5 separate regions of the Mus musculus genome follow, and all the other regions are linked to region 4. Evidence: chromatin contacts called from public HiChIP or PLAC-seq and promoter capture Hi-C data. All regions are on one chromosome and are shown on one strand. Each heading gives the region's core, a stretch centred on a gene start, on an enhancer-like site or on the middle of the called end of the contact. The rest is flanking DNA. Distances are from core to core; before and after follow the strand shown.

What was found. HiChIP or PLAC-seq counts read pairs in DNA pulled down with a chosen protein or histone mark. Capture Hi-C pulls out chosen DNA fragments and counts their contacts.
Region 1: an HNF4G HiChIP or PLAC-seq map of pancreatic cancer cells shows a contact between it and region 4. The contact joins the enhancer-like site here to the promoter of Nckap5l in region 4. A contact is called at or near these places in 3 of 39 promoter capture datasets (hippocampal neurons, liver and pre-B cells) and 2 of 115 datasets of contacts at active chromatin or transcription factors (embryonic stem cells and pancreatic cancer cells).
Region 2: a promoter capture Hi-C map of liver shows a contact between it and region 4. The contact joins the promoter of C1ql4 here to the promoter of Nckap5l in region 4. A contact is called at or near these places in 2 of 39 promoter capture datasets (hippocampal neurons and pre-B cells), 1 of 115 datasets of contacts at active chromatin or transcription factors (stem cell-derived neural progenitor cells) and 1 of 9 other capture datasets (liver).
Region 3: a FOXA1 HiChIP or PLAC-seq map of pancreatic cancer cells shows a contact between it and region 4. The contact joins the promoter of Prph here to the promoter of Nckap5l in region 4. A contact is called at or near these places in 3 of 39 promoter capture datasets (hippocampal neurons, liver and pre-B cells), 1 of 15 datasets of contacts at CTCF or cohesin (embryonic stem cells) and 3 of 115 datasets of contacts at active chromatin or transcription factors (embryonic stem cells, pancreatic cancer cells and stem cell-derived neural progenitor cells).
Region 5: a promoter capture Hi-C map of adipose tissue shows a contact between it and region 4. The contact joins the promoter of Cox14 here to the promoter of Nckap5l in region 4. A contact is called at or near these places in 5 of 115 datasets of contacts at active chromatin or transcription factors (bone marrow-derived macrophages, embryonic fibroblasts, embryonic stem cells and 2 more) and 2 of 9 other capture datasets (adipose tissue and pancreatic islet).

What each region holds. Positions count from the first base shown.
Region 1 is chr15:98,997,270-99,001,333 of GRCm38.p6, forward strand. No RefSeq gene overlaps it. Among named protein-coding and RNA genes, the nearest start is that of 4930578M01Rik, 13 kb to the left of the region's middle. Within about 2 kb of position 1,287, at least 33 of the 459 cell types and tissues checked have an H3K27ac peak or open chromatin away from gene starts, as enhancers often do. A contact at or near this core is called in pancreatic cancer cells, where this site is marked.
Region 2 is chr15:99,085,409-99,089,960 of GRCm38.p6, forward strand. It overlaps C1ql4 (complement component 1, q subcomponent-like 4), which reads right to left and starts at 2,320. Exons shown (of 2, transcript NM_001024702.1): 1 at 1,784-2,320. The coding sequence starts at 2,320.
Region 3 is chr15:99,053,866-99,057,817 of GRCm38.p6, forward strand. Prph (peripherin) reads left to right here and starts at 1,309. Exons shown (of 8, transcript NM_013639.2): 1 at 1,309-1,898; 2 at 2,239-2,299; 3 at 2,476-2,571; 4 at 2,904-3,293; 5 at 3,393-3,613; 6 at 3,703-3,752; 7 at 3,951-3,952. The coding sequence starts at 1,342.
Region 4 is chr15:99,456,493-99,460,843 of GRCm38.p6, forward strand. Nckap5l (NCK-associated protein 5-like) reads right to left here and starts at 1,256. Exons shown (of 13, transcript NM_001001884.1): 1 at 1,140-1,256.
Region 5 is chr15:99,723,152-99,727,477 of GRCm38.p6, forward strand. It overlaps Cox14 (cytochrome c oxidase assembly protein 14), which reads left to right and starts at 2,467. Exons shown (of 2, transcript NM_183256.3): 1 at 2,467-2,697. Gpd1 (glycerol-3-phosphate dehydrogenase 1 (soluble)) reads left to right here. Exons shown (of 8, transcript NM_010271.3): 8 at 40-1,863. The coding sequence ends at 136. It overlaps Gm16537 (predicted gene 16537), which reads right to left and starts at 1,323. Exons shown (of 3, transcript NR_155353.1): 1 at 1,166-1,323.

The DNA.
Region 1 (4,064 bases), core at 37-2,536, 460 kb before region 4:
ACTAAGCCTTTCTCAGGTAAGCTTTTAAGCACAAAAACCATGTCCTGGATCGACATCCTTCGGTAAACAAGAACAATTAGCCAGGAGCAGAACTACAGAAGCCAAAAAGCAAGCTTAGTACATTTAGAGACTTTCCCAGAGCTATGGACGTTGATGGATTAGGTCTTTGTTTTAGTTTTGGCAGGTGGTGCTGTCTAAGTGCTGAGTTCTACAGCCTGAATGGTACGGAGTCAGTTGTGCTAAGACCCGCAGCCCTGTTACAGTAGGAGTAGGAAGTTCTCAAGCTCAAGGCATACCTGTCTACAGAGACCGTAGTTAGTACGGCATGTGTAAATCCCTAATGAAAAGGTACAGGGTCCAAAATGCTGCTCAGCTCAGAGAAGGCAACTTGTAAGGACTCTGGTGGGGGGCCGTGGTGTGGCTCAGTGGGTAGAGTGTTCGCCTAACATGCAGGAAGTCCTGAGTTTGAGCCCCAGCACCACCTAAGCCAAGTATGATGGTGACATAGTTGCAATCCTAGCACTCAGGAGGTGTAAGAGTTCAAGGCCATCCTTAGCTACATAGTGAATTCTAGGTCAGCCTTGTCTAGAGAGTGTGACCCTGTCTCAAATAGAAAAATAAGAGAAATGGAAAAGAGCCCAAACTTACTTTCTGAGGGTTTGATAAAACACATTCTTTGTATCACAGCAAACCAATAAACAATCCTCATTGTGATGTTAATGCTAATTGTCAGCTTGATAGACAACAAAGATGGGCACCCTTGGTGGTATGCCTCTGGAAGATTCTCTCGGTTGCCTTGAGGCCGGATCCATTGTGTGTGCAGCGGGGCCCATTCATTCCCTGGTGGATCCTGGACTGTGTAACTGGAGAGGGGGATTGGGCAGCAGCTTGTATCCATTGCTTTTCCTGGCTGTGGAGGCAAAGGGACCTCTGTTTTAAGCTGCTGATGTCTGGACTTCCCTGATAAGATGGACGGTTGTGCGGGGTCTCTGCACACACAAGCTGGCAGAGTGTCTGTCTCCGTGAGCCAAGAAGAAAGTCTGGTTGGTCCAAACTTCAAAGACTCTGGACACCGGGAAGTTTATTTTAGGCACATTTAAGTACAGTACAAACTGGAAAAAAGTTTCCCGGTGTAACACAATCCTGTGTGTACAATAAAAGCTGTGTGAACAATGACATCAAAACTCTTTCCAAAGTACATGTCACCTCTTCCCTGAAGACGGGTTCTATAGATAGACTACAGTGTCATCTGAAGGGCCTGGGAAAGATCCAGTGTGTTCTCAGCCATATAGGACAGAGGTCACCCTGGCTACTAACCACACCCATTCCCAGCCTCCTGGGTGGAGAAGAGGTAGGTTATAATCTCATCTCTTCCCCGAGTGTTTACCTTCCCTGGCCTCTCAAGTGGGGGTGGAGGTGGGGGTGGGGGTCGAATCTCAGATAATGTGCATATGAGACATTTATCATTCCGAGCAGCAAAGTTGCCGATATGAAGTAGCAATGAAATAGCTTTATGGTTGGGGGTCATCACAACATGAGGGACTGTGTTAAAGGGCTGCAGCCTCAGGAAGGCTGACAGTATCTGTTCCAGTACTTTTCAGTGAACACAAGGACCTCGTGCCCTCTACAGAACCGCGAACCACAGGAAACAATAAACCCTTTCTCCTCTGCTAAGTTGCCTTTGTTTGCTGTTTTATCCCAGCCACAGGAAAAGGAACTGAGACACGAATTTTCTAAATAAAATAAAATAAAATTCTCAGATGCTGGAGAGATGGCTCAGCGGTTAAGAGCACTGACTGCTCTTCCAGAGGTCCTGAGTTCAAATCCCAGCAACCACATGGTGGCTCACAATCATCTCTAATGGGATCCGATGCCCTCCTCTGGTGTGTCTGTAGACAGCTACAGTGTACTTATATACATAAAATAAATAAATAAATCTTTTAAAAAATCCTCACAAGGAAACCTAGGCAATAGTGATGCATGCCTTTAGTACCAACACCCAGAGGCAGAGGCGGGCAGATCCCCAAGTTCGAGGCCAGGCTGGTCTACAGAGATCCAAGTCTGCCAGGGCTACCTAGTGAGACTCAATTTTGAAAAGGAAACAAAAACAAACAACTTGTCTAGGGAGCTTGGAGAGACGGCTAGTTCTCGTAGAACCTATTGCCCTTAGCAAGGAGGACTTAAGTTCTGTTCCAAGTGCACAAATGACAGCTTGTAACTATCTGTTTCTATCCGTAACTATCAGTAACTATCCGGTTTCAAGGGATCTGACACACTCTCTCTTGGTCTCTTTTGACACCAAGTGCATGTGGTACAAACTTACACGAAAAAACAAAAACAAAAACAAAAACAAAAACACAACACCCCACTCATACACATTTTTCAAAAGAGCCTTCTGAAAAACCAAACAAGCAAACAAAACTGCTAACAGGAAAGCTGGGAATTATGGGAATCATTAGTTCAGCAGACAGAATGCTTGCCAAGCAGGCAACAGGTCCAGGGGGTCGATCCTTAACACGACATAAATCAGATGTGGGAGCATATGCCTGCAATTCTAGCACTTACGGAGGCAGGAGGATTTGTAGTTCAAGGTCAGCCTCCTCTATCTATCATCTATCTATCTATCTATCTATCTATCTATCTATCTATCTATCTATCTATCATCTATCTATTTATCATTTGAGGTCAACTAGGATATAGGAGACTGTATAAAAAGCAATAATAACCCTTCGGGCTGGAGAGATGGCTCAGCGGTTAAGAGCACTGACCGCTCTTCCAGAGGTCCTGAGTTCAATACCCAGCAACCACATGGTGGCTCACAACCATCTGTAATGGGATCCGATGCCCTCTTCTGGTGTGTCTGTAGACAGCTACAGTGTACTCATATAAATAACAATAAATAAATCTTAAAAAAAAAAAAAAAAAAAAAACCCTCGCCCAGCATGGTGGTGCACATCTTTAATCCCAGCACTTGGGAGGCAGACGAATTTCTGAGTTTGGGGCCAGCCTGGTCTACAGAGTGAGTTTGTCTTGAAAAACAAAAAACAAACAAACAAACAAACAAACCCAACCTCAAACCCACCAAGGTTATACTTTTAGAATACAAAATATTTGATTATATTGGGCTGAGAGACGGCTCAGCAGTTACGACAGGTGTCTCAGAATGTCAGAGCCAAAGACACCTCTAAGAAGACACTTCCTGGTGCCCTCAGGTTGCTCTGTGGAGACCGGGGCCTGAGAGGAGCCCCCAGGGCCTGGAGTTACCAAGGCCACGTAGAAGAGCAGAAGCGTGCCTCCAATCTCTGAAATGAGAGACGGAGTATGGCGAGTTCTGGAAAATGTCCACTAGAAGGTAACATCAGCTAACTGTCCACGCAGGGTTATTTTTATTTGAATGCATAACCAGGACTCGGGGTTTTCTCCCAAAAGATTCCAGTAGGGGGCAGCAAACATTAGCATGGATCTCAAGCTTACAATTCTTTTACTGTGTGAGAATACTTTAAAACCGTTTATTAAAAAGACTTATCTATGTGTTTGAGTGTATGTACACCATATGTGTTGCCTGGTTGCCACAGTTGTCTGATGAGGGGTTGCATCCCCTGGAACTGGAGTTGGGATGGTTGTGAGCCACCGTGTGGGAGCTGGGATTTGTACTCTATATCCTCTGCAAGAGCAGCTGGTGCTCTTAGCCTCTGAGCCATCTCTCCTGCTCCCAAATAAATCTTACAGGAAAGAGCTTCCACACAACTTGACCTATGTTTTATCTTATCAACCTATAATCGTGTCCCGTGTCCCTGAAAAGCTGCCTTGTGATCCCATGTATGAAAGCAGAGGGGAGCAGTGGGAGGAGACAGGAGACTTAGGAAGAGAGGGCAGCTGGGCGAAGGCCAGCCTCAGCTACAGGGGACCCTGTCTCAAAAGGAGAGGAAAATGAAAAACCATGCAAGACACTGCGGCACATTCCCGTGATCCTAGCGCTTGGAAGGCAGAGAAAGGATTGCCTAGAGTTCTCTCCACAGCCAGCTTAGGCCAGCCCTGGCTATATAATAAAACCCTGTCTCAAA
Region 2 (4,552 bases), core at 1,070-3,569, 370 kb before region 4:
GTTCAGAGCCATGTTCTGTATATAGAAAATGTTATATAGTATTGCTATTCTTGTGCCCCCCCCAAAAAAAGAAAAGCTTTCAGGATACTTCTAGGATTCTATGTTGTCTTGGAATTTCTAAATTAGCTTTCCTGAGGTGCAAACGTGTCTACACCTATGCTATACCTGTGTTGTACCAGTAGGAAAGTGAACTGTTTCCCTCTGGCCTCCTGGGCTTCCCTGGGGAGTGTCACCTGGTCCCCTACCATGTGAGGGACTGCCTTTGGTCTCTGATCTCTGGTCTGCAGCAGTCACACCACCAGCCCCTTCCCCCAGTTTCCATCCCATCGGGACTGGTTATTAAATCATTAATTATTCATCATTATTCTAATCATTATTTACCATTCCCAGGCCCGCAGTGTTGGCTCCATGGAATACAGAATGGGAGCTTGCACCGCACCACCCCCTCTAAAACCGCCACACTCCACCCTGATTCCTGGCACAGACTGAGTCTACCTACTTGATGCCACGAGAAGGAAGACACCAAGCTCTGCTCACACTCTGGCATTCCACGGTCACAGAGACACTTGGATCCTGTGGACACTCACTCCCTTGCAAACACTATCAACCCCATAAAGACTTGCATAGCCTGGCAACTCCCTTTCCTCACCCTCCGGTGGGAAGGCTTGCTAGGAACAGACCCCGAAACTGAAGCAGAAGGTGGGCTGGGCGGTGTCCTCTTGGGGTCCGAGAGCTTTTCAGCAATCTAGCAGGGCTCAAGGCTTAAGGCTTAAGGGATCCTGAGCAGTAGGCCTGATGCACCAGGGCCCCACCCCTCCCATGGAACATTCAAAGGTCACTGTTCAGTCCAAACCTTCTTCATCCTGCAGAGTACAGGCAGCTCTCTCCACTCAGCCCTATGGCATCTTGCTTGTTCAAATATGTGGGTCTTTGGGGGTGCTATCCCCTCAAATCTTAGGTGGCAATGCTTTTTGACTCCCCACTGGGGCAACACCTAGAGGAATCTGAGAGGTTCCCAGGGTGGGCTTAGGCCCCAAAGACCAGGCCTCCCTTCTTCCTGTCCATTGTCTCCTAGCTTTTCCAAATCCAATCTGGTTTACCCCACCACTTATATAGCCCCTGGAGCCAGAGACCCTTGTCCACATCTGCCTACACAATCAGTATTAACTGGGAGGAAAGCTTGGTCTAGGTTTGGCTCCAGGTCCTGGGGATAAACAAATAAGATCTAGTAGAGAGGCCAGTTAGTGTTTTCTCCCCTCCACCCCCTTTCACTTCTCTTTGAAAATTCAAGCTGAATGACTTCCCCTGGGGGGAGACTGCCACTACCCAAAACAAGAGATCCCATTCCATTCCCTGAAACCAGGTTCTCTAATAGCTTGTTCCATGCCAGGGCCAGGAAACCCACTGACTGGGAAGACCACCCCAATAGAGAGGGCAGCTCAAGGAAGAAAGAAAGAAGAAGCTATGGGCTGGGGAAGGTGCCACGGACATTTGATTTGGCAGGCTACAGTCGGAGGTTGGAGCGTGGAGGTTGGGGCCTTTGAGTCCTGAGTTCTAGCTCTGACCTCAGCCTACTGTCCTGTCAGGTGATTTTCTTTTCCAGACGCCCCCCCCCCCAATTCCTCCTCTTTGACTAAATTGAGTGACATTAGAAGTTTGGTAACCTTGCCAGTCTTGGATACCCTGATAGTGTTTCAGGGGAGAAGCTGGATTGTGAGCTGAGCGCGGGGAGTTTTAGGAAGTCATTAGCAGGATCTGGGGCTAAGTAGAGGGGCAACCTCACCTGTCCGTTCTTCATCAGATCGGCCCACATGCTGGTACCGTCACCGCCTCGCATGAGCACATGGTAAGCGAAGAAATAGACTCCTGGCATGGGGCAGGTGAACTTGCCGCTGGCTGCCTCGTAAGCGTTGCCCACGTTGGTCACCACGTCGTCAAAGCGCAACACTTCATAACCCTCGTGAGGCCGCCTTAGACCCGCGTAGAAGGCAATTCGGGGTACATAGCCGGCAGGGGGCGCTGCCCCTCCAGGGCCTGGGCCAGGAGGACCTGGGGGTCCTGGCCTGCCTGGCTCTCCAGGGGGCCCTCTGGGACCTGGGGGTCCTGGTGGCCCCCGCAGGCCTGCCTTCCCTCGCCGCCCCACCTCTCCCTTGGCACCTGGAGGTAAGGAAGGCACCGAGGCGGGCGCGCCGTCGGGGCCTTGGCCTCGGGATGCGTGGGGGTCACACACCATGCGACAGCGACCTAGCATCTCATAGTGTGTTGGTCCGCGAGAGCTGTGCACCAGTAGCGGGATGGCTACCAGCAGCAGCAGCACCATGGCCACCCCGACGGCTGCGCCCGCCACCCGCTTGCGGCGGCTCAGCCGTGACGCGGCCAGGGCCAGCAAATCCTCCTCACTTTTGGGCGCAATGGTGGCGGGGGCCCGGGGCTCTCCGCGGGCTCGGGCCCCGGTCTGGATCTCCCGACGGCTGTGCCGGACCACCTTGCCGCGGCGAATTCCTTCTGTGACAGCAGTGCTGTTCCCCAAACCGCCTGTCAGGGTGGCGATCTCCCCGTGAGCTGGGCCAAGGACAGCCCTTGAGGGTTCAGAACCTACAGTCTGATATTACCCTCGGGTGCAGTTCTAATGATTCAGGGCGCCTGAAACCTGCAGCTTCTTGGACGGCTGGTTTCTCACAGGTCTAAGATGCCACCTCTCCAGACAGTTGCTTTCTTGCGGACAGCTGTGCCTGGTCCCGGGCTCCCCTCGCTGATTTCTCCCGGCTAGACCGGGGACCTCTCCCCGCTCTCCCGACGTCCCAGGCTCTGAGCTGGCGCGGGAGGTGAGGTGGGGGGCTCTCTCTGGACGCGACCTCGTCAGAGATTTTGCACTCTAGCTCGTGGAAAGCACTACCTGCCTCCTACGGCCGCGGTGGCCGCAGCCCTCATCAGAGCCCTAGCCAGGCGTCCCTCTCCAGCAAGCGCTCTCCCTCTCTGCGTCCCTAACCTTCCTCCCTGGCAGCAGTGCGGGTGGTGTGAGTCGCTGCGCGGCAGGAGCCACTATAAGCGGCCGCAGGCGGAGCGACCCCTGGCGCCCAGAGCGGGAAGCACGGGGGCGGGGCAGGCCGCGCCATCTCCCCCCACCTCTCCGCCGAGCCCCGGGCCTCCAGGTTCCCTGCCTGCTCCCAGGGCTCTGCAGCGATTCTCAGCCCTCACCGTATGTATCCTCACTTTCACCCTGTAGCTGGAGTTTGGTATTCTCAGCGCTTAAAGGAAGATAAACACAGTGATGGGGTAAACAGGGGTCAGGCTACAATATACGTATAAAACCTCAGAGGGGGAATGCAGAGCTAAACAAGGGGCAAGGGGGACTCATATATAACAAACAGAAAACAGAAATAAATAGCAATTCGCCATCACACGTCCCTCGGTGCCCCCAACCAAATACAGAACATGGCAAAGGGCTCAATCGGTACTTGTTGACCAGTCTGGGAAAAGGCAAATCTGTCATTCCCACCCTGGCCTCTATGAATTTGGGGGGGGGGGTGTCTCATAGCACATAGCAGCAGAAGCAGCAGAGAGAAATGAAAGGAGAGAGAGAGAGAGAGAGAGAGAGAGAAACTAGGGAATGAGCAGGAAACGGACAGCCGAGAAATCAGAGACAGAAACAGAGACAGAGAGACAAAGCTTCGAAAAGAGACTGACAGACGGCCCCAGAGCGGGAGAGGGAGAGACAGAGACAGAGAGAGAGAGAAGGGAGCCCAGACAGGTTGACAGATCGAGAGAGAAATGTAAATGGCGCGCTGCAGAGAGACACCCAGGTCCGTGTTCGGACTCCAATGTGACATATCAACTGTGAAGAAGACGCGGGGGCGGGGCAGCTCTGCAAGCGGAGCGGTAGGCTATGGGTCTGTGTTTTGTGACAGTGCTGGATACTGGGTGTGTGGTGGGATGGGCCATACGATCCTGGCCTTGCTGTCCCTGGGTGAGTAGGACTGTGGATTGTGGGCTGTCTTTGTGTACCCATGTGAGGCTGCTTGAAGAGGGTGTTTGTATGTCTCTGTCTTAGTACTGAAATCCAGGACCCACAGAAGCCAGCTATCCTGTCTGAGGACTGAAGCCCATGGAGCCTGGTGAGAAAGTCAGAAAGCTAATCTCACTTGCTCTGCCCAGACTGGTACAGCCTCTGTCTTGCCCCAGACCAGTCTTCATCGGCCCCAGTCTGGGCTCCTTTTGGCCTCCCCAACTGTTTATTAACTAGAGAAAAATCTAGAAAAATCAGGCCCCAGATAATGGATGTTTGGTTGACTGTGCATAGTAACAAGATTCAAATATGGATTAGGTATTAGGTGACTATGGCCTGTAAAGGTGACTATGCCTGCTTTCAGAGCGACCAGGAAGGAATACTGGCTCTGGGCAGGCAGCATGCACAGGGAACGCCAGTAGCTGCCTCTTCTCAGGGGATAGAGGGTCAGAAGCTGGGAGAGCGAGGGTGAACACTGAAGGATCTAGGATCTTTGGAGGCCTGGCAGGAGGCAGCAGCAGAGGCCTCTGAGAGCAGGGACAACCA
Region 3 (3,952 bases), core at 59-2,558, 400 kb before region 4:
AGAATCCAGACGGCCTCTGTCCACTCCTGGGACTGCCTGTGCTGCATTCTGGAAGTAGTGTGTCACACAAAGGTCAGACACCAGCCTTTCTGCTAACTGGGGTGTGGGGGCGCTGTTAAGGGGTGTAGCTGTGTATTCCTGTCATGTCTGTGCACACATGCATATTTGTAGCCTCTACAAAGCTGGCTCAGTGAGTATTGGGCAAGTTATCTGTGGACCTGTCGGAGGACTTCTCTCTCTAACAGGCTGTAGTGGCTGGGTATCTCTCCCATCTCATCTCCCTTTATCTGCACCATGTCTGGGTACCTGCATCTCCTCTGCACTGGAGACTGGTGCCTACTAGTCTATATGTCTTTCAGCCCTGGCAGCTGCTATCCCCCACCCCCCTCCCCTTCCTACTTCAGGAATTCCTCTGGTTCCCGTAAGGCCCGTGACTGCCCAGCAGATGGTGTGGAGGGGGCACCAATCCAGTAAAGGCTGAAAGTGTACCACAGGCCCACTCAGCCCCAACAAGAGTGGGCACCTCACAGGCCCTTTCATGGCACAGACCCTTGGAACCCCGACATCCTCAGCACCCTGTGAGGTGCCCACTCTTGTTGGGGTGGGTGTTACGTCCGAGTTTGGGGGCTGTGTCTTTAAGATGGAAACATCACCATGCAACTTCTGCTGGTCCAAGGGCGGGGGTGGGGGTGGGAGAGCTGGTCAGTCCATTAGCTGCAGAGCTGGCGCCAATCACCAGCCCTTTACCGTGCCCTGGGGAGTAGGCAGAGATAAGCTCTTCCCCAGCTCCCTCTGCCTCAGCCCTCGGTTGTGGCCAATGATGGGGGGCAGTTGACAACAGGTGAAAGGAGAACCCCAGTTTCAGGAGACAGGAGGAGGCACGAATTCCCTGGCTTAGGCCAGGTTAGCTCTCCCTCCACCTACCCCACTTCTCATTGCTCAAAACTTGCCCTTTTCCTCAGGTCCTCATATTCCCTAATTTTTACCCCCTCTTCTGAGAGGGCACCCCAGGTCAAGCCATGTCCTCCCATTCTAGGCTCCAGCGTTGGATGCATGCTCTAAGGTAGACCTTAGCCCACCTCCATCACATCCCGGATCTCAGCCAGCAACAAGGGGGAATCAAGCAGGCAGGGTGCCAGCAACCAGGAGAGGGAAGGGGTGGTGTCCTCTCTCTGCAGGGTGGGGCATCCCCCTCCCCACACAGCCCAAGGCTGAAGTCAGGCCAGTGGGAGGAGCTGTCGTGGCCCCCCACCCCCCCTCCCCGGAGACCGCAGGGCTATAAAGCCGCCCCGCATCGGTCTGCAGCTCCTTGCCACCCGGCCTAGTTCTGCCAAGCGCTGAATGCCATCTTCCGCCAGCATGAGCCATCATCACTCGTCGGGCCTGCGGTCCAGCATCAGCTCCACCTCGTACCGCCGGACCTTTGGGCCGCCGCCCTCACTGTCCCCCGGGGCTTTCTCCTACTCGTCCAGCTCTCGCTTCTCCAGCAGCCGCCTGCTGGGCTCGGGGTCCCCGAGCTCCTCGGCGCGGCTGGGCAGCTTCCGTGCCCCTCGAGCGGGGGCACTGCGCTTGCCCTCGGAGCGCCTCGATTTCTCCATGGCCGAGGCCCTCAACCAAGAGTTCCTGGCCACTCGGAGCAACGAGAAGCAAGAGTTACAGGAGCTCAACGACCGCTTCGCCAACTTCATCGAGAAGGTGCGCTTCTTGGAGCAGCAGAACGCAGCCCTGCGCGGGGAGCTGAGCCAGGCGCGGGGCCAGGAGCCGGCGCGCGCCGACCAGCTTTGCCAGCAGGAGCTGCGCGAGCTGCGGCGCGAACTGGAGCTGCTGGGCCGGGAGCGCGACCGGGTGCAGGTGGAGCGGGACGGGCTGGCGGAGGACCTAGCGGCGCTCAAGCAGAGGTCAGAGGGCAGGACCGGGCCTGCCAGACGCTCCCTTCGCTCCCCCTGCCTTCCCCTCCAGATCCAACAGCCCTAGGGCGTGGCCGGGCTGGCCAACCCCAGGGCGAGCCTGCAGCATCCAAGCCAGCCCCCTCCCTGCACTTTGCTCCGAGAGCCTAGCGGAAGTGACCAGACATTAAGGGGACTCCCTTCTCTGTTCCTAGTCCGTTAGACGGGCAGACTGAATCCCTCCTTTTAGATCCAGGACAGCTGCATAAGCAGATGGGGGCGGGGTGCTGGATGTGGCACGAGGTCTGGGAGGTCACCCCGCAGTTCAGCATCTTCCCACTCTGCCTGTCAGGTTAGAAGAAGAAACCCGCAAGCGGGAGGATGCGGAGCACAACCTGGTGCTCTTCCGTAAGGTGAGTGAGGGGTCACGTCGAGTCCCAACACCCCAGCTGCACCCCCAGCTGCGTCTCCAGGGTGGCATCGGTGGGTTAAGGGAGGCCACTCCGTGCTTCCGAGACAGACAGGGAAGACCTGGCCCTTCCCTGGCCTGAGGAGCCCTCCTATTGATCCCCTATTCCCGTTCGCGAAGGACGTGGACGACGCCACTCTGTCCCGCCTAGAACTGGAGCGCAAGATTGAGTCTCTGATGGATGAAATTGAGTTCCTCAAGAAGCTACACGAAGAGGTGGGTGGTCGGGGTGTCTGGGAAGGCTTGGGAGAGACCTCGCTGAAGCTGCGCAGACAACAGGGATGCGTTGTGATGACAACCCCACCCTTTACAGGTGTTTTTGACTCCCACCCATGCGCCACCTGTTGGCGATAGGGGTAACTACACCCTGAACCTGACAACTGGCTTAAGGGCAACTTGGGCTCAGGTCTCAGAATTCAGAGGGGGTGCACTCCCTAGCACCCCCTTCTGTTCAAGAAAAAGGGGAGCTTTTTAATTAATTAATTAATTAATTAATTAATTAATTAATTAATGTTCTATTCACAACCCCCGCCTTTCCTGTCCCGTAGGAACTTCGAGACCTGCAGGTGAGCGTAGAGAGCCAGCAGGTGCAGCAGGTGGAGGTAGAGGCAACAGTGAAGCCAGAGCTGACGGCGGCGCTGAGGGACATCCGTGCACAGTACGAGAACATCGCGGCAAAGAATCTGCAGGAGGCAGAGGAGTGGTATAAGTCGAAAGTGCGAGAGCATTGGGGGAACCCTGGGGGACCAAGGGTGGGGAGGCACTGGGAATGGCGGTGCGCATCCCAGCCGGGCTTGTCTGCTACCGCGCAGTATGCTGACCTGTCGGACGCCGCCAACCGCAACCATGAGGCCCTACGCCAGGCCAAGCAAGAGATGAACGAGTCTCGACGTCAGATCCAGAGTCTGATGTGCGAGGTGGATGGGCTGCGAGGCACGGTGAGCACTGTGAGGCTGTCTGGGGGCGGGGGGGGGGGGCGGCAGTGGATGGATGCTGAAAACCCTTCCGACTGCCCGCATCTTCTTCCCCTTCCCCAGAATGAGGCGCTGCTCAGACAGCTGCGGGAGCTGGAAGAGCAGTTCGCCCTGGAGGCTGGAGGGTACCAAGCAGGCGCAGCACGGCTGGAGGAAGAGCTTCGACAGCTGAAGGAAGAGATGGCGAGGCACCTGCGAGAGTACCAGGAGCTCCTTAACGTCAAGATGGCCCTGGACATCGAGATAGCCACCTACAGGAAGCTACTGGAAGGGGAGGAGAGCCGGTGAGTGGCGAGGCTACTGGGACAGGTCAGGGATGGTAGGGACTGGGACCTGGCGAAGGGAATGACCAGGCTGTGTGCTTTGTCCTCAGGATCTCAGTGCCGGTTCATTCCTTTGCCTCTCTAAGTTTAAAGACGACTGGTGAGTCCTCCTTGCCTGGCTTCCAGCCTGCATCTCCTTTACCTCCTGCCCCGATTGTTCTGATTGTTTTGAATATGCTCTTCCGAGATTGCTTCCTTCCCATATACTGAGGCTCCTGTCCTTCAGAAGGTTGGCGTGGGAGCCTGAAAGGATAGACTTCCAACCCTTGCCGTGTCCTCTCTCTCCTGCCTTCTCCAGTG
Region 4 (4,351 bases), core at 6-2,505:
CACACAATAGTGAGAGACTCCTTCCCCATGGTTCCTCAAACCAGTCCTGATTGCCGGCCTCTGTCTCCAACCACTTCCTCTGGCTGACAATTGTGTTTAAGCAGGAGGGCCCACTGGAGAACGGGAGAGTTGGCGGAGAGGGAAATCAAAGATTGCCTCCAAACCTAAGGAAGCCTTCAAGCCTAAAACCTCCAGCTCCTGAGGAAGGCGGTCTTTAAAAAGCAGCTGTTGGGCAGGCTGGGTGGGTTCATGTGAGCCCTCTGGAAAACCAGGCTTAGGAGATGAAGGCCTTCTGTGCCCTTGGGACAGCGCCAAGGCTAGAGAGACAAGAGGGGCCTTCCGCCCAGGATATAAAAAGAGGGAGTTGGGGTCCCAACTGCCGCTCTCCTGGGCCTGCTAAACCAAGGGAATGTCAGGCACAAATAAATTCTCTGCATTCTTTTCAGCACCCCAGCCCAAACCCAGAAACCTTTTCAGTCGGGGCTGCCCTGTCCCTTACTCCAGCCCAACCCATCTCCTTCGCTCAGCCTCTATTCAGCATGCAGGTTGTCGGGTTCCCTTCTTCCCACAGCCCCTCAGAGCCTCAGCAGGGTGGTTCCCAAGACCCGGTCACTCCGCCTTTCCCCGCCTCCCCCACGCCCTACAGCCCCGGGCCACAGGGACTGGAAGGAGTGCGAAGGGGTGCCCCGGGCTGCAGTCTGCGCCTGCGCTTTGGGGAGAGCCCCCTCCCTCCGCAACCCAGCACCGCTAAACGCTACCGGGACCGTGGGATACGGGGAGGGTGGGATGCGCAGTGGGGGCAAGGTCAGTGCTTTCAAAGAGGGAGGGACACCCGCCACCGGAACATCCCCCCACTCCCGAAAGTTTCCCTTCCGGGGCCACCGAGTGTGCGCGAGGATGGCGCAGGGGGCGGGAGGGGGTGGGGTGGGGGGGTGGACAAAGTCACAACAGGACCCCTCCTGGGAGAGTGCAGCGCGAGGGACCGGCAGGCGTCGAGGTGTGGGCCGGAAGCCTCGCTCGCTGCCCCTTCCAGCCAAAGCTGCCACGAGAGCCTTTCACTCCACACTCCGCGGCCCCCACCCGGGGCGTGCGGCCCCCCACCTCTCAGCCCGTTAAATGCCAAACAGGCCTGAACTTACCGAAATCAGGTGCTGAGCTCGACTGGCTTGGTCCACAGGGTCCATGGCCGCATCTCGGGGGCGGGAGGGCGAGGGGGGTGCAGGAAAAGGGGGGTACCGGAGCCACCTCTTGATGTCAAGGCTTTAAAGGGGCCAATGAGCCCCGCCCCTCGCCCAGACCCCGCCTCCCTCCTCCCGCTCAGCCAATCCACGCTCAGCCTGGGTGCCTGCCCCTCCCAGCTCTATCCAGATGTTCCCAGGACGAGAGCTAAGTCTGCCCGGCCGGCGCGCGCCGCTTCCGCCCGAGTGGGCAGGGCCTCCCCTCCCCTCCCCCCTGCGGAGAAACACTCTTCCTCAGGCCGGAGCTGACCTGCAAAGCCTTCGCGGTGCTCCCGGTGCTCCTGGTGCTGGGGATCGGGATGCCAGGCCCGGCCGAGTGGGACTGGAGCCGGGGCATTTAGAACAGAGAAAACTAAGTAGGTTTGCGCGGGCCCACGGGCATGCGCGTCTGCTTCCGTGGGTCTGGGCGTGCACGTGTATGTGGTTGAGAGCGTGTTTGTAATTTGCTGCATACGTGTTAGGTGCAAATCTACAGGAAGAGGCTTGAGTGTCTCCTTGGCCTGAAATGCACCCGCCTCTCTTTTCCATCTCTAGGTCGGGGACCTCCCAGAAATCTGGAAACTGGAAGCGAGGAACAGGCACATGTGTAGAAAGCAGTGCTGGTTTAAGAAGCAAGGCAGACCCAGGCGTGGTTGCTCATGAGAAATCCTCGCACTTGTGAGGCAGAGGCAGGTAGATCTGTAGTGCAGAAAAAAGAGACTGTGGTTGGTTTTTAGCTACTTTCTGTCAGGGAAGAAGAAAGTACAGTCCAGTCACTTCACTAACCGGGAGGAAACAAGCTAACTCTTGCAGGCCTTTGCAACTTAAGAGCTCAGTACGGTTGTCCTTGGTCTGTTTGTTGTTACTGATTGGTTGAGACAGGATCTCTAACTCTGGCTAGCCAGGAACTCATGATATAGGCCTGGCTGACCTTGAACTTGTCATGATCCTATAGCTTCTGTCTCCATTTTGGTCCTTAAACACTTCCTTGCCCTTCGGTGGATACCTTATAATCCTCAGCTATATGCACTGTATTAACTGGCCTGGATGCGCACACAGGGGAATTCAGAGGTATCTTTGGACACTTTGTATATTTTATTAATATTGCTTCTCTCTTAGGTGTACAAATGAGACTTAAAGCAAAATTAGTCCAGTAAAAGAACGGGTGCCCTACAAGAATGTAGGGTGGTCAGGTTGGCTGGGATGCATTTAAGGGGTCCTCTCTGAAGAAGGCATTTTAGAGTGGGAGTCTAAAGATGGAGAACTTGAGTAGGACCCAGGCAGGAATAAAGACAAGTGATTGGCAAGAAGCTAATTACCAGAGTGGGATAGCAAGCAAATCCTCTTTTGTAGGGGGGGGGGGGCAATGCAAGAGGTTTTATCTGGAAAACAGAATGAGCATTTATATAAGGGAGTCATTTTGGATTAAACAACAACAACAGAAGAAGAAGAAGAAGAAGAAGAACAACAACAACAACAACAACAACAACAACAACAACAACAACCACCACCACCACCACCACCTCCGGTCTCGCTGTGCAATTCAGGCAGACTTCCAACGCTCTGCCCCCCAGTGTCAGGACACAGGTGTCATGTACTGGGTGTCAGGACCGCAGGTGTGCCACCAGGCCTAGAGCATGCATGCACACACCAAGCATGCACTCTGGTGCCGAGCCAAATCCACAGCCTTCCACTCCCTCTTCATCTTGTTTCTTGATGTTCTTTGAGGGTGCCTTTGGACACTACAGGACTGATTAATCCTTGGCCAGTCATCCCGTATTTACGGAATAGGGATTAATGTGCTGACCCCGGGGGGATAACAATAATTAGACACAATCTCCCCTCAAAGGGTTTTGAAGCCCAACACAAATGATGTATCTGCGGTTCTTGCGTCTTGGGATGGAAATCTTAAGTCCGTCAGGTATTTCTAACTATTTTAAATGTTTTGCAGGTGACTGAATTTTTGGAAGCAAATGACATCTAGATTGGTTGGGTTTTTGTTTTGTTTTGTTTTGTTTGTTTGTTTGGTTGGTTGGTTGATCGAGACTGAGTGTACTGGAATTCTCTCTAGACCATGCTGGCCTCGAACTCAGAGATCTACCTGCCTTTGCCTCTCTCCTGAGTGCTGGGATTGAAGGTGCGCGCCATTGCCCGGCTTAGAGTGTTTGTTTTATGTTTTGTTTTGTCTCTTTCATGTGCTCACCCTTATTTAGTAGGCACAGACAGAGCATTTGTCCATGGCCTTGCCCTCCTGGCTGGCCCTGGAGCACTTGCTATTTTGATAGGCTTCAGGCTTCAGCTGTGAAGCTGTAGCAGCGCTCCACGGTTATTTTCTTGGGTGAGGCTTGCTACGTTTTGACTCGGTTTTACTAATCAATTTATTAAAAGTCTGAAGCCCCAAGATTGATTATTCTCCATTCTTAGTCTGCATCACTAATGACATCCTTCCCTTGTTTGTAATAAGATGAGCTAAGACTTCTTGGGGGCTGGGGCTGTAGACTGCTGTTTACACACCCGTGTGATGGTGTGGCATAACTGCGTATATAGTGATGATGACCCTAGAAAGCCACGCCCTCACTACTCACAGTGGCATTTGAATTCAGATCTCCCGGAACTGAATAATGGGTGATTGTGAGCCACCTTGTGAGTGCTGAGACTTAACCCTGGTCCTCTGCAATGGCATCAGGGTACTCAGCTGCCTTCCCACATTCTCTGCTTTAATGCTGTGTGGTTGACCATTTAGCGCTGGGTGTCTTCCCTCTTCAGAGGTTGGCGTTGAATCACTTTGCTGCCGTGCTGGCTGAGAAGATGGCCAAGTTTAGAACTCCTGGAATTAAGAGATAGTTGGGTTGTCAACTAGCTTCTCAGAATACCCTAACCTGCCTATTTTTTTTAGGTTGGGTCAACTTCAGGACACAGTCTAGATATTACTACTCCTACTAAGAAGGAGAAAGGTGCTGGCTAGTGCTCAGTTAATTTTCTCAACAGGAATAAGCATTGCCAATGTACTTTGAAATCTCTCACTGGTAAGATATGATGGATCTGCTCACATCTTTTAATTATTTTTTTCTTTTCTCCTCCTCCTCCTCCTCCTCCTCCTCCTCCTTTTCTTCTTCTTCTTCTTCTTCTTCTTC
Region 5 (4,326 bases), core at 1,217-3,716, 270 kb after region 4:
CTGTGTGTAGGGAGTGAAGCTGAGGCTCTTTTTCTCTAGGTTCCCCTTGTTCACTGCGGTGTACAAAGTGTGCTATGAGGGCCAGCCAGTGGGCGAATTCATCCGCTGTCTGCAGAACCACCCGGAACACATGTGAATGGGGCCAGGGCCCAGGACAGGCAGCCCCTTTGCCCCAACGGAGACAAGCGGAAGGAAGCACGTGACACCCGTCATCAGGACTGTCTCCAGGACTCCCCATCTAGCAGAGTCCTCTCTGAAGGACCCTGAGGACAGGAGGCTGCGGGGCTCAGCTACACACCTAGAGATGCTCGCCACAGAATCCACACTTCCTTGCTGTCCTCTGGGAAGTGTAGAACTAAGCCCCAGTGGTGCCTGCTCCAGGGGTGGGGTTGGGGGAAGGGAAGGCGCCAAGTCAAGGGCTGCCGGTTGCTGCCTCACACACACTGGGAACCGGTCCCAAGTCCCATTAAGTGACTGAAGAAGCACTTCAGCCACAGGAAAGATGGGGCAAAGGCTGCCAAGGGAAGGGTCTGGATGCCTGAGCTGACACAGACCCCAGAGACCCTTTGGCCGACCTCTGCCAGGCCCCACACAACATCAACGATCTCACTGTTTGCTAACAAAATACAAAGCTCTCAAACAACCCCACTCTAACTTCTCCTAGCAACACTTGCTTCCTCAGAAGCCTCTACTTCCCCCTCCCCCAGGCTACTCTGGCACAAGAGTTGCTCTCCACAGGCATCTCTGGCCCTGGGGCGCTCCATTCTTCCCAGAGACTTCCTGGTTCCTGGAGCTTTGTCAGGGCCTCCCCACCCTGTGTGACCTTTCCCAGCTTTCCCTTGCCTGCACCCAGCTGCCAGCACCCTCTTTGGGGAGCAGGAATCTAATCTGCTGACAGAGCTACACTCTTTTCACAGCAGGCTCAGATGGCTCAGGCTCCCCTGACCTTCCTATTTGTCCACCTCCCCAGTCAGGAGCTCCGGCCCCGGCCAGCCCCTCCTACTGCTGACCTTTCTTCTCAGGGTCCTCCCCACAAGGCCGCTTCTCTCTGCAGTCACCACCAACTTCACGTCTAACAGAATGTAGGATTTATAGTTTATCGTCCTCAGGGCTGTCAGCCCATATTCTTGACTCTGCCCTTTCCTTTTGCCCAAGTCGTTCTCACCCAGCCTGGAAGGCCACCCGGCATCTGTAGGCTTAGAACTAAGGAGCAGCTCAAAGGTTCAGTAGGTTTCCACAAGGGTTGGTGGGTCCTAGTCCAAGGCCAGCTGTCCTCGGAACAGAACAAGGTCCTCGCGAGATCGGACCCACACACCTCAGGAGCTGGGGAACTCGAGGGAAGGACAATTGAAAACTGCCTGCCCTGGGGTGAGGGAGATCAGAGGGGGATGGGAGACTGCTTTGCACTGGCCCTGTTCCAAAGTTGGGTGGCAGCAAGAGAATGTCACAGATCAGCAGCCTGGAGCGCTAGCTATAAATAGCTGGAGGTTTCTCTCTCCACCAGGGGTCTCCATTTCCTGTGTGGCAGCAACTGGGACACCGTGGCTCTGGCCAGCTTGATATTAAACTAACACATTAAGGTGCCAGGTCCCTCTCTGCTCCTAGCCTTTAAGAATTCCGTCTTAGTGAAGGTCAGAGCTGTCGGGTAAGGGGAAGAGGGGGGGCCCTGTCATCGATCCCGACTGGGCTGGAACCCTCCCACGCATGACTCAATTCAGAGCTGTTCCCCGGGAGACTGGGGCGGGATGCAGACAGATTCCAACACCTTAACCTATGTTTGCTCAGTCAGTCAACTGTGAATCTGAGGTCTTCTGTCAGGCCACTTGTCTACCCAATAAAGTGTGGTTTTTCCAGAAACTGGAAGAGTTGGGGGAGTTTATGTGGCAGTGTGTGGGGTCATGTATCACTGCATGCATGTTTTACTCAATGTAAGACAAGAAGTGGAAAAAATCATCCTTGTTTAATAGCAGCCACACTCGGGCATCAATCGGCATTGGCGTCCACTCTGCTCACAGCCCCCACCTCCACCCCCCCACCCCACCCCCGTCCCCTTTTGTGCTTCGTATCCCCTCTTCCACCCAAGCTGTCAGCCAGTCTTCCCAGCGCTTCTTACAGGGTCTGTCACGTTGCCTGCCTACGAGGAGGTCGCGCACAAGGCAGAAATATTAGCGAGTCACCCTCCCATCCCCCGACTCACCCCCTACACCCATTCTGTGGCCTCACTAGTGCTGGTCCAGCTAAGGTCGGTTCCTCCGGATCACCCTGTAAAGGGCCGCTCCAGGCGGTAGGGGGCGCTAGGCCCATCGCTGGAGAATTCCGAGGATCTACCTAGCTACAGTTTACGTCACTGAACTTAGACTGCGGATTGGCTAATTCTGAGCTAAAATTTTTCCCGTTTTCCAAGGAGCGCTCTTGATGGACCAGAACCACACCCCCCAGAATTCAATGGGCCTTTCCGAGAGGAAGGCTAGACTGAGCGTGCGTAAGAGAGAGGTAGAAGCCGGAAGTTCAAGGCTGGCTCTCGCTTTAGTGGGCGAGTTTTCGCAGGGGGTGTCGGGTCCGGAGCGGGGCTGAGCACCAGTGGCTGAGGAGCTGCGCGTTGGTGACTGCCTCTTCCTGCCCTGCGGCGGCCGCGCGACTCTGCGAGTGGCAGACTGAGCAGGCATCGCTCTGACGCGGCCGAGTTGCAGCCTCCAGGTAGGCCGCGGGCCGGACGGCCAAGCGCACTCGCCCTCCCCCCACGCTCTCCTGCTCGGCGCACCGCGCCCCCTGCTCCCCGTGTCGCCGCTTTTCACGCTGTTCCCCTGCTCCCCGTTCCGAGTCCCTGCTGTCCCCTGTGCCCCGCACCGCGCTCCCCTCCGCTCCCCTGTGTCCCGCACCGCGCGTCCTCGGCCTGTGCCCTTGAGAGCGCGCGGCTCCTAGTCCCTGCGCTGTGCTAGCCCCTGCTGGCTCCCCGGCTGTCATAGTCCGACCGCCTTCCTGGTGTGACTGCGGCCTGGCTGTCCTCCCTTCTGAAACTGCTCGCCTCAACCCCAAAGCTCCTCACGGTCCCTCAAAGCCACTTATTTCTCTGAGGTCCTCACCACCTTCTCTGATCCTACAGAATATGGGGTTCATAGCTTACCTTTCTGGGCTCCGTTAGTCAGAAGTTGTTTTCTGCGGACACCAAGTCTCTCCAAAGAGGGCTAAATGACAGAAGCTGGGGTGGTTTTAGGGCTTTGATCCTTATTTGTTTTGTAAAGGATGCCCATCAGATGAAAACCTTCTGCCAGTCTCAAGAGTTTCTTTTATTTCCAAAGTTAATCCTTGTATCTGGGCTTCTAACTTCAGGGTTTTATTGTTTGTTTTTGAGGTTATCTCGGATTTGCTTCTTTTTGTTTCACACCCCCCCCCCGTTTTTTTGTTTTTTGTTTTTGACAGGGTCTCATGTCCACATCCTGAGTGCTGGGATTTCCAGCATATACCACATGCTCTGTTTAATGCAGTTCTGGGGACTGAACCTCTGGCTTTGTGCCTGCTACACTGAGTTACATCCCACTTTAAATCATACTCAAATCTTCTCTATCAGTGAACAAGGTGAAATTAGCTTTTCACCAGGGCGAAGTGACTCTGGCACTCTACAGGCAGGATCCCCCAGACACACACATCCTCAAGTCTATCTTCAGGTCCTCTCTCGGGAGAATTTCACTACCACAATAAGTAGCCTGATTAAAATATGGTTCTGAGGCTGGAGAGATGGCTCAGCAGTTAAGAGCCTTGCTGTTCTTCCAGAGGACCCAGGTTTGATTCCTAGTATAGTCTGGGTGGGCTGGTCACTTTTTTTTTTTAAAGAGATTTATTTCTGGATTTTATGTATATGAATACACTATAGCTGTCTTCAGACACACCAGAAGAGGGCATTGGATCCCATGACAGATGGTTGTGAGCCACCATGTGGTTGCTGGGAATTGAACTCAAGACCTCTGGAAGAGCAGTCAGTGCTCTTAACCACTGAGCCATCTCTCCAGCCCCGGCTGGTCACTTTTTAAGCACAAATAAGGAGAGCCTGTGTTAGCTCTGATGGCATCGCATCATATACACCTGTTTCCGGCCTTCTGTACCTCGGGTGTAGATGTTTTGAGTCAGAGCTCTGAAACTGCCATGCTTAACTCTTTTTTTTTTTTTTTTTTTTTTTTTTTTAAAGATTTATTTATTTATTATATGTAAGTACACTGTAGCTGTCTTCAGACACTCCAGAAGAGGGCATCAGATCTCATTACGGGTGGTTGTGAGCCACCATGTGGTTGCTGGGATTTGAACTTCGGACCTTCGGAAGAGCAGTCGGGT